Linked DNA regions of Gossypium arboreum: regions 2 and 3 are each linked to region 1. Evidence: chromatin contacts called from public Hi-C data. All regions are on one chromosome and are shown on one strand. Each heading gives the region's core, a stretch centred on a gene start, on an enhancer-like site or on the middle of the called end of the contact. The rest is flanking DNA. Distances are from core to core; before and after follow the strand shown.

Region 1 (4,134 bases), core at 639-3,138:
AATCCAACATTAAATAGCATTTTTAACATTTTGTTGTGAAGGTGAGCATGACATTTTTTAGATTTTATATTTTGGTCCAGTAGCAGCCAATTGGAGATTAATGAGCAGTTCAGTGTAGTCCATTTCACTTGTTGGAAAAAAAAAACAGTCTCTTCAATCAATCTAGCTTTAAATTATAGTGACCATTCATTAGGGGAAAAAAAACCTTTAAAATAGGTCAAGAATTGACCCATTAAATAGTTAATATAAAAAAATCAACATCCAGATTGTAACTACACTTATTTCATTATGAAATATATAATTGAATAAGTCAACTTTTCTTTCAAAATACTTAAAATAAATAATATTTAAAATATTTTTAACTTGAAAATCATCTCAATCCAAATAAAATTATATTTTTAGAAAATAGTTCCTATAAACTTTTCATTTCAAGAGTAAAAATTAAGATAATAATAATTAAATTTAGTTTTATTATTATAGGTTAAGCATAATATTAAAAATAAATTAGTTTCTTATATATAATTTTTATAAAAATTTAAAAATATGAGTTTAAAATTTAAATTTATGGTTGAGTTGATTTCGTGAGCATATTGGATACCAATTTGATTGAAAAATTATTAAACTACTTTTACATACTTGAAATTAGTTACAAATTTGCGTATATTGAGATTTAAATTCATTCCACCAATATCTATAAAATCTTTTTTATCACTTCAACTAACATTTGATTTTGATATTTTATACATTTCAATATTATTACACAAATTGTTTCACCAACATAATTTGTATATATTGATAATGTCGTTTATTAAATTGGTGTTACAAGTTAACTCAATACCGACTTAAAAAATTTATAATACCATGATAAACAATTGAACTATATTTAATATTCTTAACATGAAACATTTACCTATTTATTACTCACAATTTAAACTATTTTTATTTTAATTTAATACATATTACATGTGTTATTATAATTTGTTTCAAACTATACGTTTAATTATTTATTATATTTTATTTTTAAACTAACGCATACATTCTAAATGTGTGATAAAATTTCAGATATAAATAAAATGAGCTTTTCTTCTAAATGACATAGGTTCAAAGTTACAACTCTTTATATTTAAAGATGGGTAAAAGACATTTATAATTTTATAATTATTTATAAATTTCTAATATTTTTATGAGTTTTATAGCTTATATTTTAACAATTAAATTTTTCTAGAATTTTAATAATTTTACTTAAATAATTAATTAAGTCCTTAGTAAAATAATAAAAATTCAATTAAGCCCTCGTAAAATGATAAAAAAAATTTAATTAAGCTCTCTAAATCATCATTTTTTCATGTTAACTTGTCATGTCAACTACCACACTACCCGCTATGTCAGTAGTAAATGACTGTTAGGGGCTTAAATGAAAAATGAATTCTAAAGGTTTAATTGGGTGTAATTTTTGATGAGGAGTTTAATTGAAGGGCTTATTTGATATTTTAACCTAGTTTTTAATTTATTAAATATCAATTGTTGTTGTGAAATTAAAAAAACACCATCACTAATATATCAAATAATTTACCAAAGAACGTGTTTAAAAAAACTAATTAAAGGCCTTCAAGAAAATAAAAGGTCTTGAAAGAAAGGAAAAACCTCAAAAAAAAAAAAAAATCAAAAAGCCAATTGAACCCTTATGAAAAATGTGCAGCTCATTGAGTCCTCTGTGAGTAAAAAAAATTAATTAGTCAGCAGTCACCCAAAACTAAATTGGGTGGTATTTTTCGTAAAGGCTCAATTGATTTATTAGTGAGGCGTAAGTTGTATTTGGGCTTGGCATTCAATAGTTGGGCTGTGGCCTTTTCTTTTCCAACTTTTTATTTGATATACTAGTACTACATCCCAAAATAATTTCCTTAATTTCCCTTACTCTCCCATATTTTACTTTGATCCAACTTTGCACAATTTTGTTTCCCGTAACCCATCCTCTGTTGTGCGTGTGTGTGTGTGTGTGTGCTTTTTACATCAATGAACAAAGGAACGGGAGTGGGAACTGGACCGACGGCGGCGGCTGCAGCGGCGGCGGCACAGAAGCAGAAAACTATGATGCAGCGAGTGGAAACCGACATCGCCGTCATCGTCGACAACTTCACCCAGCTTGTTAATGTTGCCCGGGTAAATCTCTCTTTACTTCAAAGCAATTACTACAAATTCTTCGAGTTTAAAGAGTCTTATGTCAAGATTCTTAAACTCCCCTAAACCGGTTTTTCATTTCGTTTCTGATTTTGAATTTACAAGTTAGCGGTGGGAAATTGGAACCTTTTCACTTTTAGGATAAGCTTTCACTTTATTTGCCCTGTAAAATGTTGGAAAGCTTTTACTTTTACTCATTTACAAAATTCCATTTTGTGAAGATATATCCCTTTTTTTGGTTGTACAATGTGTTATATAGTTGAATATGGATGATTCTTGTATATTTGGAAATGAATTTATGTAACACCCGAAGAAAATAATTTAGGTTTCTGGGGGGAGCTAGTGTAAAATAGGTTACCTTGGGTATTGAACCTGAATTTGGTGAAAGTATCACTTATAGGACATCTGTTGGATAAAAGATTTTGTCATTAGATTGGTTTTATAATATTTTTTTTCCTTGGAATGAAGTTGTTCCTTGTGCATGTTCTACTGAGTGTTAAGGTTTTTTATAATCCTATTATTATTTTTTTCTATGGTATTAAATTGGTCATCATTTAACTCCTTCCTATGGGAATATAATTTGCTGGCTGCTCCATCTTCCTTTTCTTTAAAAAGTAGGTGATAACAATTTCAACTACTAATGCAGTGAATGTGGTCATGGAGAGTGAGGGTTAAGGAGGGAAACACTAGTGTTGATCATTTAAAAGCACATCATTTTGTTTGATGCATTAAGATCTTGATTAATCATTTGTGGAAGCTGTCGTTTATTTTGATGTCAAATCTATACAGATTCTGTCTACCATGGTGAACTGATGTGTTCCTTGTAACCTGGCTTGTTAGACTGTGACTTTCTGGTGAAAGTTCAACTGAATTAGAACAATTGGTTAGTTGCATTTGATTAATCTTGTTTTGTTAGTTGTTGCTTTTGTCTAGGAACTACTTTGTGGCTTGTTGGTAGCTCAGTTGAGGAAGCATTATTCTCTTTGGAAATCCTTTTGTCTAATACGAGAATCTATTGTAGCTATTGAATCAGTGTTTTGATAGTTTAGTTATTTAATTGAGTTTATAATTGAGGTTATCTTGGTAAATTCCTAGTTTGCTAAAATCAGCTTTCTCTGTAGTCCATTCCAAGTTCCTGATTCCTTTAAATGGTCCTTTACTTTTCATTTTTTGAACAACATTTAAGAGGCACTGCGCCTAGATGCTTATAATGCTTTCGAGCTTCCGTGTATATCTTTTATACAACTCTTTGTAGCCTGTATTAGAGTTGATATTTTGGTAATTTATGTTTTTAAAGTGGCTTTCAAATTATAAGGTTGCGAATGATTCTTTTCTTAATTTCTCATTTTCTGTTCGGATGTAATTTTCTGGTTCTATATTTTAGACATATGTACTCTCCTTGACGTTCTGTTGCAATAAAAACCTAAAATGTTATTTTCTTTAAGCCCTAATCGCATATTGAACTGATTTAAGCATATTGGATAAACTTACTTTATATCAGTGGGGTGCATCAAGGAAGAAATTTTAGAGACAGAAATAGGCTTCCACGAGGAGTTCTTCTATATATTTGGAACCTTATGGAATTGTTTGAGTCATTTCATTGGTGATAGATTGATCTTTAATGTAATATTCACATGGCTGCACCTCATTGTAGGTAAATGATCCACCAGTTCGAAATTCACAAGAATCTTTCATGATGGAGATGCGTGCAGCCAGAATGGTGAGTAACCCTTTTTTGTTTACCAACATTTGTTAAATGTACATAGACAATGATACATTTTGAGTTCCAATATTTGACATGATAGATGATATAAATCCACGGTACAACCATTGTCACAAAGCCCACAGCTCGGATTAAAGAATCTTCATTATAGTCTTTTTTCTTTGTCACCGTTCTTCATTACCAATATACTGACTGCAGGTCCAGGCAGCTGATTCTTTGCTTAAGTTAGT
Region 2 (4,134 bases), core at 1,215-3,714, 180 kb after region 1:
TAACTACATTAATATGCATACTCTTAATGACGACTAATGACAAAAACTAAAACTACATTGCATTTATCATTTATGCAAGCTGATAAAAGAATCAAGTGCATGTAAGCTGAACAAAAAATGAATCAAGTACACGTAAAAACATGAAAAGAGTCTTAATCTTACATTTAGGTGCAATGGCAACGTAAAGGAATTGATGTATTCGCCGGTTTTCTTTTCTCTCGAACAATGGCTTCCTTAATCGCTGGTAATTTTTGATGAACCTTTCTCCAAATGTGGTTTACGGCACCATCGGGAGGGATTGGTCCGATACCATCAGGATGGCCATTATCGTACACAAACACAGGCTGAACCTTAGCCATGGTTTGACGGAATTCGTTCTTAAGTTTTTCAGAAATGCTTCTAAGATGAGAAACAAGCCAATTCGGTCTCAATGCATCACTCACTGCTACGAAAACTGAGAATGTAGAGTAATCCACCATCCCTTCAAAGGGAAGCTCAACATTGTCACTGACAATCACGGGTATACAAAGGCTTTGGATTGCATCAAAAAGTCGGCATGAAGTGGGAGTATCACCGGCTGGGTGCAAGCAGAACTCAGATGATCTCATCCCCTTAATTGACTGCTCTCTTCCAGTGGCATTTGGGAACCCTTCTTCCATGATTACTCCTGGTTCATTAACCAACAAGTCCCATAATTTTTCTCGAACCAAGCCACCCTGAAAATTTTAATAACATCACCAACACAGTAAGAGTTTGAGATAAAGCCCAACATGTACCCCTCAACAACTCAAAAAATGAAGCTCAAAGTTGAATTGTATCCATTCAAGAGAGAAAATAATGTCATCGATCCTTCATTTATAGGATGATATACTGGCAAACCACATAGTGCAGCTAGATTCAAAGTTGAGTTGTTTGATACTAACCCGGTGCCTATGTTTAGCTCCCTTAAAATAAAGGAGGGTGTGTCGTTTCTGGTTTTCCGATAGCTGCAACCTAGGAAGCAGATGGGTATATGGAACAATCACATCTTTAAGCAATGAAACTTGGGTGTGACGTATCGCGTCTGATGAGGTTCCACCGGATGATTTTGTATCAAGCCTATACCACCCACCAAAATCCACAACCAGTAGAACAGCAGGGGCTATCTCCTCTCTGAAATGCCACATTGCAACAGGGTCTGTCAAAGAATACTTCAAGGTTTAACATAACCTGACAACCCAGAAACTAAATCATAAGCTGTAAAGTATGCAAATTAAGTTCCCACTTCCTTTTTTCTTTTGGCACTGATGGTAAAATATCAATAAATGCAGTATATTCTTAAAAGAACAGCTGATACCAAGGGCTTGACATATTTAAGTATACATGATCCTAAGACAATAGTTTCAAGGTGAAGAGTTAACAGAAACACAGTAAGGAAGGATTCATTTAAAGGAATATATATGTAGTAAAAAAGCAACAACGAAACATCCTAAATAACTAGATCCCAATAACATTCCGAAAAAGCTAAATGGGGAAAGCAATAAGCAAATGAATTTCAATACACACAAAATTAGGCACATTACCAGTGAGAACAAAAACATGATCTCGTCCACCCGATCGTTTCCAAGCATCCGTATTCCTCACAAAATCCAGCACTTTCTTTTGCCTCAAGTAATCCCCATTCCCAGCTTTCTTCTTAAACGCGCCGCTTCCAGATCCCAACTCCATCTCAGCACTAAGGGTAGCAAAAAAGGGAACAAAAACAACATCAGCCTCGTTAACATCAAAAACCCTTTTAGCAAAAGAAGCCGTCCTCATTCCTTGAGGGGTTTCCAAGTCACCCATGATCCAGTACTCCGCACTGTATTGCTTGATCAATGGATTCTCGGGATAAGGAGGGTATTTGGTGGGTTTGGAGAAATGGGCAGTTGAGATCTGATGATCAGGATCAGAAGGGATCCGAGAATCAGGGTGATCAGAATCCCAGTACTGTTGGAGTAAGCCATAGTTGAGGGATCTGGGAAGGTTGGCTACGTAGACCTTGATGGAGTTTTGGGAGGAAAGGAAGGAGGTTTGGGGAAGGGAATTTGTGGGTTCAGTAACAGGAGAAGTGAAGAAGAAAAAGAAGATGAAGAAAGAAAGGGAAAGAAGGACAGTGAATGTGAGAAACAGAGATTTTGCCGTTTTTGTTGCTGTGCTACCTTTGATTGCCATTTTTATTGGCCTTTCTTGCTTTGCTCTTTAGTTTCCTTCTAAGTTCTGCGTTTCATTCATTTTGAATGTGGAGCTTTGACTGTGAAGCCGATTGAAATTTGAAGTCGATACTTATTGGAATGGTGAGTGCACCAAAGGGTATTTCGGTCAGATTATGAGTAGTTGTTTGTTTGAAAAGAAAGTCTTAGGTAGAGACTGGAAACAAGTTTTCCCGGAAAAAATATATATACTAATACAAGCAATGATCTTCCCCCACGGGATATGCCTAATTAGGGTCAGCTGTACTCTCGAATAAATTATTGGGTAAATTCCAGTAACAATCACTCAATTTTAGGTAGCTAACAAAATAGTCACATTAGTTTCATTTTAGTCACTCAACTTTAGAAAAATGACAAAATAATCCTTTTTTCCATTTCCTGTCACAAACATCATGGCAAAGTGACATGGCAAATGACGGCGTGCTTGGTGTCAGAAAACCCTCCAGCTGGCCGATTACCACCAATTTAACAATCCTATCAATACTAATTTAGGGTTTAAAAAGAAGAAGAAGAAGGAGGAGAGAAAAAAATGGAGATGCCTCCAGTTTTCAAATCAATCTCATACTGCATCTCTACAGTTACTCAGGCATGGATGTTGCAGATTCAAACCAAAATTGTAGTTGCTTTGGGGGTCACAATAACATAAGGGGAAGGCAATTTACCCAAGCTTCTCCTCACTTCTGATCATGGCAGGAAATGTTTAAATCTTCAAATTTTGAAGAAATGACCCACTTTTTGCAAGATTTTCTTTTCTGGGTCATTTCCAAATTTATTCAACTCCCTTGCTTGTTCAATCAATGGGTCAATTTTTTTCTTTTTCACTAATTCGGATCTGAAGGAAATTTTATGCCTTTGTTTTTAGGTGTTTTAGTGAAGCTGAGATTTATCTATTTGGTGATTGCATTACATCTTGGAAAGACATGGTGTTTCAATGGTGGAAGGTTACAGAGGAAGAGAGCCAAAAAGAAGAAGAAGAGCAAAGACATGGTATTTCAATGGCAAAGAATCAAACCCCGCCAAATTAAGCAAAGAAGACTTTTTTTTTTTATATAGTCTCTTCTTATTATTATTCTTCTTCTTCTTTTTCTTCTTCTCCTCTGTTATTAAGGGTTTTAGTTTTTTTAATTTCTTCTTAAATTGGGTGAGTTTCCACTATGGACAACCAACGTGGCAAGTTAATTGCCCACATCAATAGTTAACTTGACACATCAGCGGTTCCGTTAAAACACTAACGAAAACTGTTAATCAGCGATTGTTTTGTTCACTTTTTTATAACGTTAGTAACTGTTTTATTATTTTTCAAAAGTTGAGTGACTATAATGAAACCTAGGTGACTGTTTTGTTAGCTACCCCAAAGTTGAGTGACTATTGGTGTAATTTACCTTAAAATATTTTGAGTTATTTAAACTAATAGTTTTATTTTGTTATTTTAATTTGAGTAACAGTACGAAGAAGTATTGTATTTAAGGGTGGATTGTATTTTTGTCTTTTATTAAAAATTTGTAAATTAATTTTATATAATTTAAATGTGTAAATTATTTTTACGTGTTTATGCGAGCATGTTGAAAATTATTTTTATAGGTAAATTATAAAAATAGTTACCTAATTTTCATTCTATTTTCATTATACAACTATCAATTTTTCAAGTTAGTTACTAAACTTTTAGAAATTAAATATTTTTGTCACTCTAAGTGATGTCGTTTTTTATTAGTCTAGTAACAAAATTAGCCCTCTAATATTTACACATTCTATTAATTTGATCTTAAATATAAAAAATTAATAAATTTAGCCCTCAGTATTTACAAAATCTATCAATTTAGTCCTAACTCTAAAATTAAATATATATATTTTAAAAAATCATTTGTAGCCCTATATAATTTATCGGCTAACCTGTATGAAATAT
Region 3 (4,134 bases), core at 630-3,129, 180 kb before region 1:
TAAATATACCTAACAAAAAGAACCAGGGGCAAAATCGATATATACAGCCATTAAAGCATATTCCATAAGCAATAAGTGAGAAACCAGCAAAGCCTAAAACAAAATCGGTTTATTAGGCCTATCTATTACTAGGCAACTGAATTTTGAGACAGGATAGACATTTGCAAGTTCTAAATTGAGATCCTCATAAGCCTGTCAGCTATCTACTACCTATCCTTCACCTCTAACTACTCATTGTACTCTTGAAGTTTCTATGGATAACTATCCAACTATCCTAGTTGGATTTTTCATTTGTCCAAGTTCAGCAAAAGTTGATACAAAGAGCAGCTAGAAACAAGAAAAGAAGAGTAGTAAACATTTAACTTACTGAAGAAGTAGAATCACTTGTTAAGCCAGGAATGACAACCACCAAAGGTGTAGTGTCATCCTTGGAGATAGTATGATTCACTTCAAAGGCACCTCTTGAAACTGTACAATTGTCAAACACGTCAAAAGTAAGAGCTTTTTACAACCCAAAGTATGAATTTTTCTAGTAGTTATTATGTCTACCATAATATCATCAAAAGTTTTGCACTTACTATCAGAACTTGTAAGCCAATCTAGAGCTATGGTTCCACCATCAGAAGCATGAAAAAGTTGTCTGAGGAAACAGAGGTCTTTGTGAGATAAAAAGCACATGGGCCAACATATATATATTCTAAATCCAACATTAAAAAGATCGGAAAAATTTTAGGACCTGCGGTAGCTGAAAGCAGGAGGATTCCCGAAGAAATTGAGAAAAGCAGTCTGAAAATGAGGACTTGATAACCACGGTGTTGCTAAATACCTGCAATAATTTACCAAATCAACCCCCCCCCCCCCCAAAAAAAAAAAATCATGATTGAGAGTGAAAGAAAACAAATTTGTGGGTAAACTAGAAAAAGGAGGAAAAAGGGTACCTGCCATGAAGGATCTTGCACTTGGAAACCACGCCATGGTAGATATGGGAAGTGGGGTGAAAGGTCAAAGCAACCGGAGCACCTCGGAATCCACTGAAAAAGCCTTGGAAGAAATGAAATTCCAGGAAATTGTAAAGGAAAACTACCCAAATCACCATAAACGCAATTACATAATGCAAAATAGGAATCAAACAAAGGGCTCGGAATACTTCTTTATATGCATTGAGGGATGATTCATCCCATGAAATCGACCAATCCATTTGATTAAAATTTGGAGAAAACATGAATGGTTAAATCAAAAAAAAAAACTTGAAATTGGGGAAGAAGCAGTACATACAGAAATTGGAAAAAAAAAGTTGCCTTTCTTTTTTAATGGTTTTCCAGAATTAATGGAGAGAGGGAAAGTAGGAGAAAATTATGGTGAAAATTTCTTTGGGGGTTTGATTTTCTGTTTGGGTGAAGAAAAAAAATGATGACAGTTGAGAGTTTGGTGAGTGAATTTATGTCAAAAAAAATAAAAACTATGGCTCTATCATCAATCATACCGCAACTAATGAACATCTGACAAATGTTTCAGCTTTTGTATCAGAGAAACCAGGTAAAAATCGTTCAACACAATGCTTGGTATAAATAAAATATAATGAGTAGAACCATATCACCAATGCTGATATAGCAGCCAACCTCAAATTATAATAGAAATAAGTTGCTTACCAGGATCAGAGTGAGATTTCCGTTCGGCTATAAGTAACAGCCGGGCCCTTCCACCATTGGTGTTTAGGGTGACCATCAAGATGTCCCCATGGAACTAACTTTGATGGTCATAGTTGGCAGCCTTTTTTTTTTTTTTGTGTGAAAAACAATCAAATTGATCAAAATCACCCCTAATTTTATATTGATTTAGAACTTTTACGGTATTATCGATACTTCATCATAAACTAGTAGGCATGTGCTCTCATCTAAGCTTAATTTAGTCAAATAGTCGGCAACTCTAGTATCTACTTTGAGAACATGTCAAATCAGTAAAAAATTATTTATAAGGCTTGAACTACCTTTAAATTGTCAATATGAATCATAGCTCTATTAAATCCATTACTAAGTGAAGTAAGCACGCCATCCAAAATACTTTAAAGTTCGGCCTCAAAGACCATGCATTTCTCGAGATATGGGTTATATCCGAAGATCAATTTTTTATTCCGATCTTGCAACACTCCACCAGTAGACGCTGGTCTATACCCTCTATCCATTGCACCATTAATGAATAAGTGCACCCAATTCCCTGATAAGGAAGTTTGAGTATTAGAGTCATGAACATTTAACTTTACCTCATTATGGTTCAACTCATACTGTTGTGCCCAAGTATAAGAGACTCTAACAATTTCAAGGGCATTGCAAGTTATGCCTTGAAAAATAAAAAGATTCATATTCTTCCAAATACGCCAAGCAATTATCCCAAAAAGACAAGACCAAGTTGTCCCTCCTTTAGGTAATCTCGTGGAATAACAAAGATTGGAAGTTAACCAATTCTGTAAGTCCTCAGAAAAGAACATATTATGTTGGTCAAGTGGGACAACTTGCATCCACAACTCTTTTATTGTTGAGCAATCTCGTAACACATGCAAAATATTCTCTGTTTCATGATTGCAAAGTGAGCAAGAACTATTGTGCCCAACTCCTCGTCGAACACGCTCCATGTTAGTAACCAACCTTTGCTTGAAAACAATCCAAAGAAAAATTAATTCCTAGATAGTATTATGATTATGTCGTAAAGAAAAAAAAACGAGTGAGGCTGATAATGTTTGGAAACAACAAGAAATGATCTATTTCAAAAGGCAAGAATCAGAATTGTTATGTGCATGATTCGTGCATTATGTTTCATGAATTATGAAGCAATGGCAGCTACGACTCTCATTGTATTTACATGCTCTTTTTTTCCTTTCGTATTTCAATTAATAGTTTTTTTTGTTTGTTTTCTTCTGTTACACATATGTACACACTCGCACTTACTTTTTCTTTTTGTTGCGAACATGTAAAAGCGCGTGCGTGTATACTTTGCCTTACTTACACTTCCCTCCACCCTCTTTATTTTTCATTATGGTTCATTTTATTCTACGAACAAAAATTAATTTCCAAATGATATTATGATTATGGTGTAAATAAAAACAAAACATGGGTGAGATTGATACTATTTGGAAACAATAAGAAGTGATCTACTACAGAAGGCAAGAATTAAAACTATTATGTGCATGAATCGTGCATTATTAGTGCATTATGTTTCATGCATTATAAAGCAGTGATAGTTACGACTCTCACTGTACTTGCACTTACATGCTTTTTTTTCCTTTAGTATTTCAATTAATGGTTTTATCATTTATTTTCTTTTATTACACATACATACACATACGCAGTTACATTTTCATTGTACCGCGAATTTGTAAAAGTGTAAAACCTTGATGATGATGATGATCATGAAGCAGCGGTAGCTACAACTCTCACTGTACTTACACTTACACGCTTTTTTTTTCCTTCCGTATTTCAATTAATGATTTTTTTTGTTTGTTTTCCTCTGTTACAGAAACATACATACTACACTTATTTTTTATTTTAGTTGCGAACATTTAAAGTGTAAAACCCCCTAATCGCTCCCATGCACACATATATACTCTGCCTTACTTAATTCCCAAATAGTATTATGATAATGCCATAAAGAAAAACAAAGCATTGGTGAGGCTAATACTATTTGGAAACAGCAAGAAATGATCTACTTCAAAAGGCAATAATCAGAACTGTTATGTACATTATTCATGAATGATTCGTGTATTGTTAAGCAGCGACAACTATGACTCTCACTGTAATTACACGCTTTTCTTTCTTTTCGTATTTTAATTAATGGTTTTGTCATTTTTTTCTTCTATTACGCATACGTACACACTTGCACCTACTTTTTCTTTTTGCCGCGAACGTGTAAAAGTGTAAAATCCCCTTATGGCTCACACGCATGCGCATATATTTTGCCTTACTTACACTTCCCCTTGCCCTCTTTATTTTTCGTTATGCTTCAGTTTTATTCGACGAAAAAAAATTAATTTCCAAATAGTATTATGATTATGGCATAAAGAAAAACAAAGCATGGGTGGGGTTGATATTGTTTGAAAAGAACAGGAAATAATCTACTTCAAAAGGAAAAAGTCAGAACTGT

What was found. Hi-C and Micro-C count contacts between places; a contact is called where the count stands out from the background.
Region 2: a Hi-C map of leaf shows a contact between it and region 1, with 4 times the contacts expected there. The contact joins the promoter of LOC108474564 here to the promoter of LOC108475968 in region 1. A contact is called at or near these places in 2 of 5 Hi-C or Micro-C datasets (both in leaf).
Region 3: a contact with region 1 is called in a Hi-C map of leaf, with 5 times the contacts expected there. The contact joins the promoter of LOC108476413 here to the promoter of LOC108475968 in region 1. A contact is called at or near these places in 3 of 5 Hi-C or Micro-C datasets (all in leaf).

The regions. Positions count from the first base shown.
Region 1 is chr3:127,995,033-127,999,166 of ASM2569848v2, reverse strand. LOC108475968 (mediator of RNA polymerase II transcription subunit 22b-like) reads left to right here and starts at 1,888. Exons shown (of 3, transcript XM_017777984.2): 1 at 1,888-2,163; 2 at 3,836-3,901; 3 at 4,103-4,134. The coding sequence starts at 2,017.
Region 2 is chr3:127,814,811-127,818,944 of ASM2569848v2, reverse strand. It overlaps LOC108474564 (probable arabinosyltransferase ARAD1), which reads right to left and starts at 2,464. Exons shown (of 3, transcript XM_017776528.2): 1 at 1,563-2,464; 2 at 924-1,177; 3 at 1-716. The coding sequence starts at 2,193. The coding sequence ends at 165.
Region 3 is chr3:128,179,402-128,183,535 of ASM2569848v2, reverse strand. LOC108476413 (embryogenesis-associated protein EMB8) reads right to left here and starts at 1,879. Exons shown (of 15, transcript XM_017778632.2): 1 at 1,484-1,879; 2 at 939-1,041; 3 at 737-826; 4 at 579-640; 5 at 368-468. The coding sequence starts at 1,499.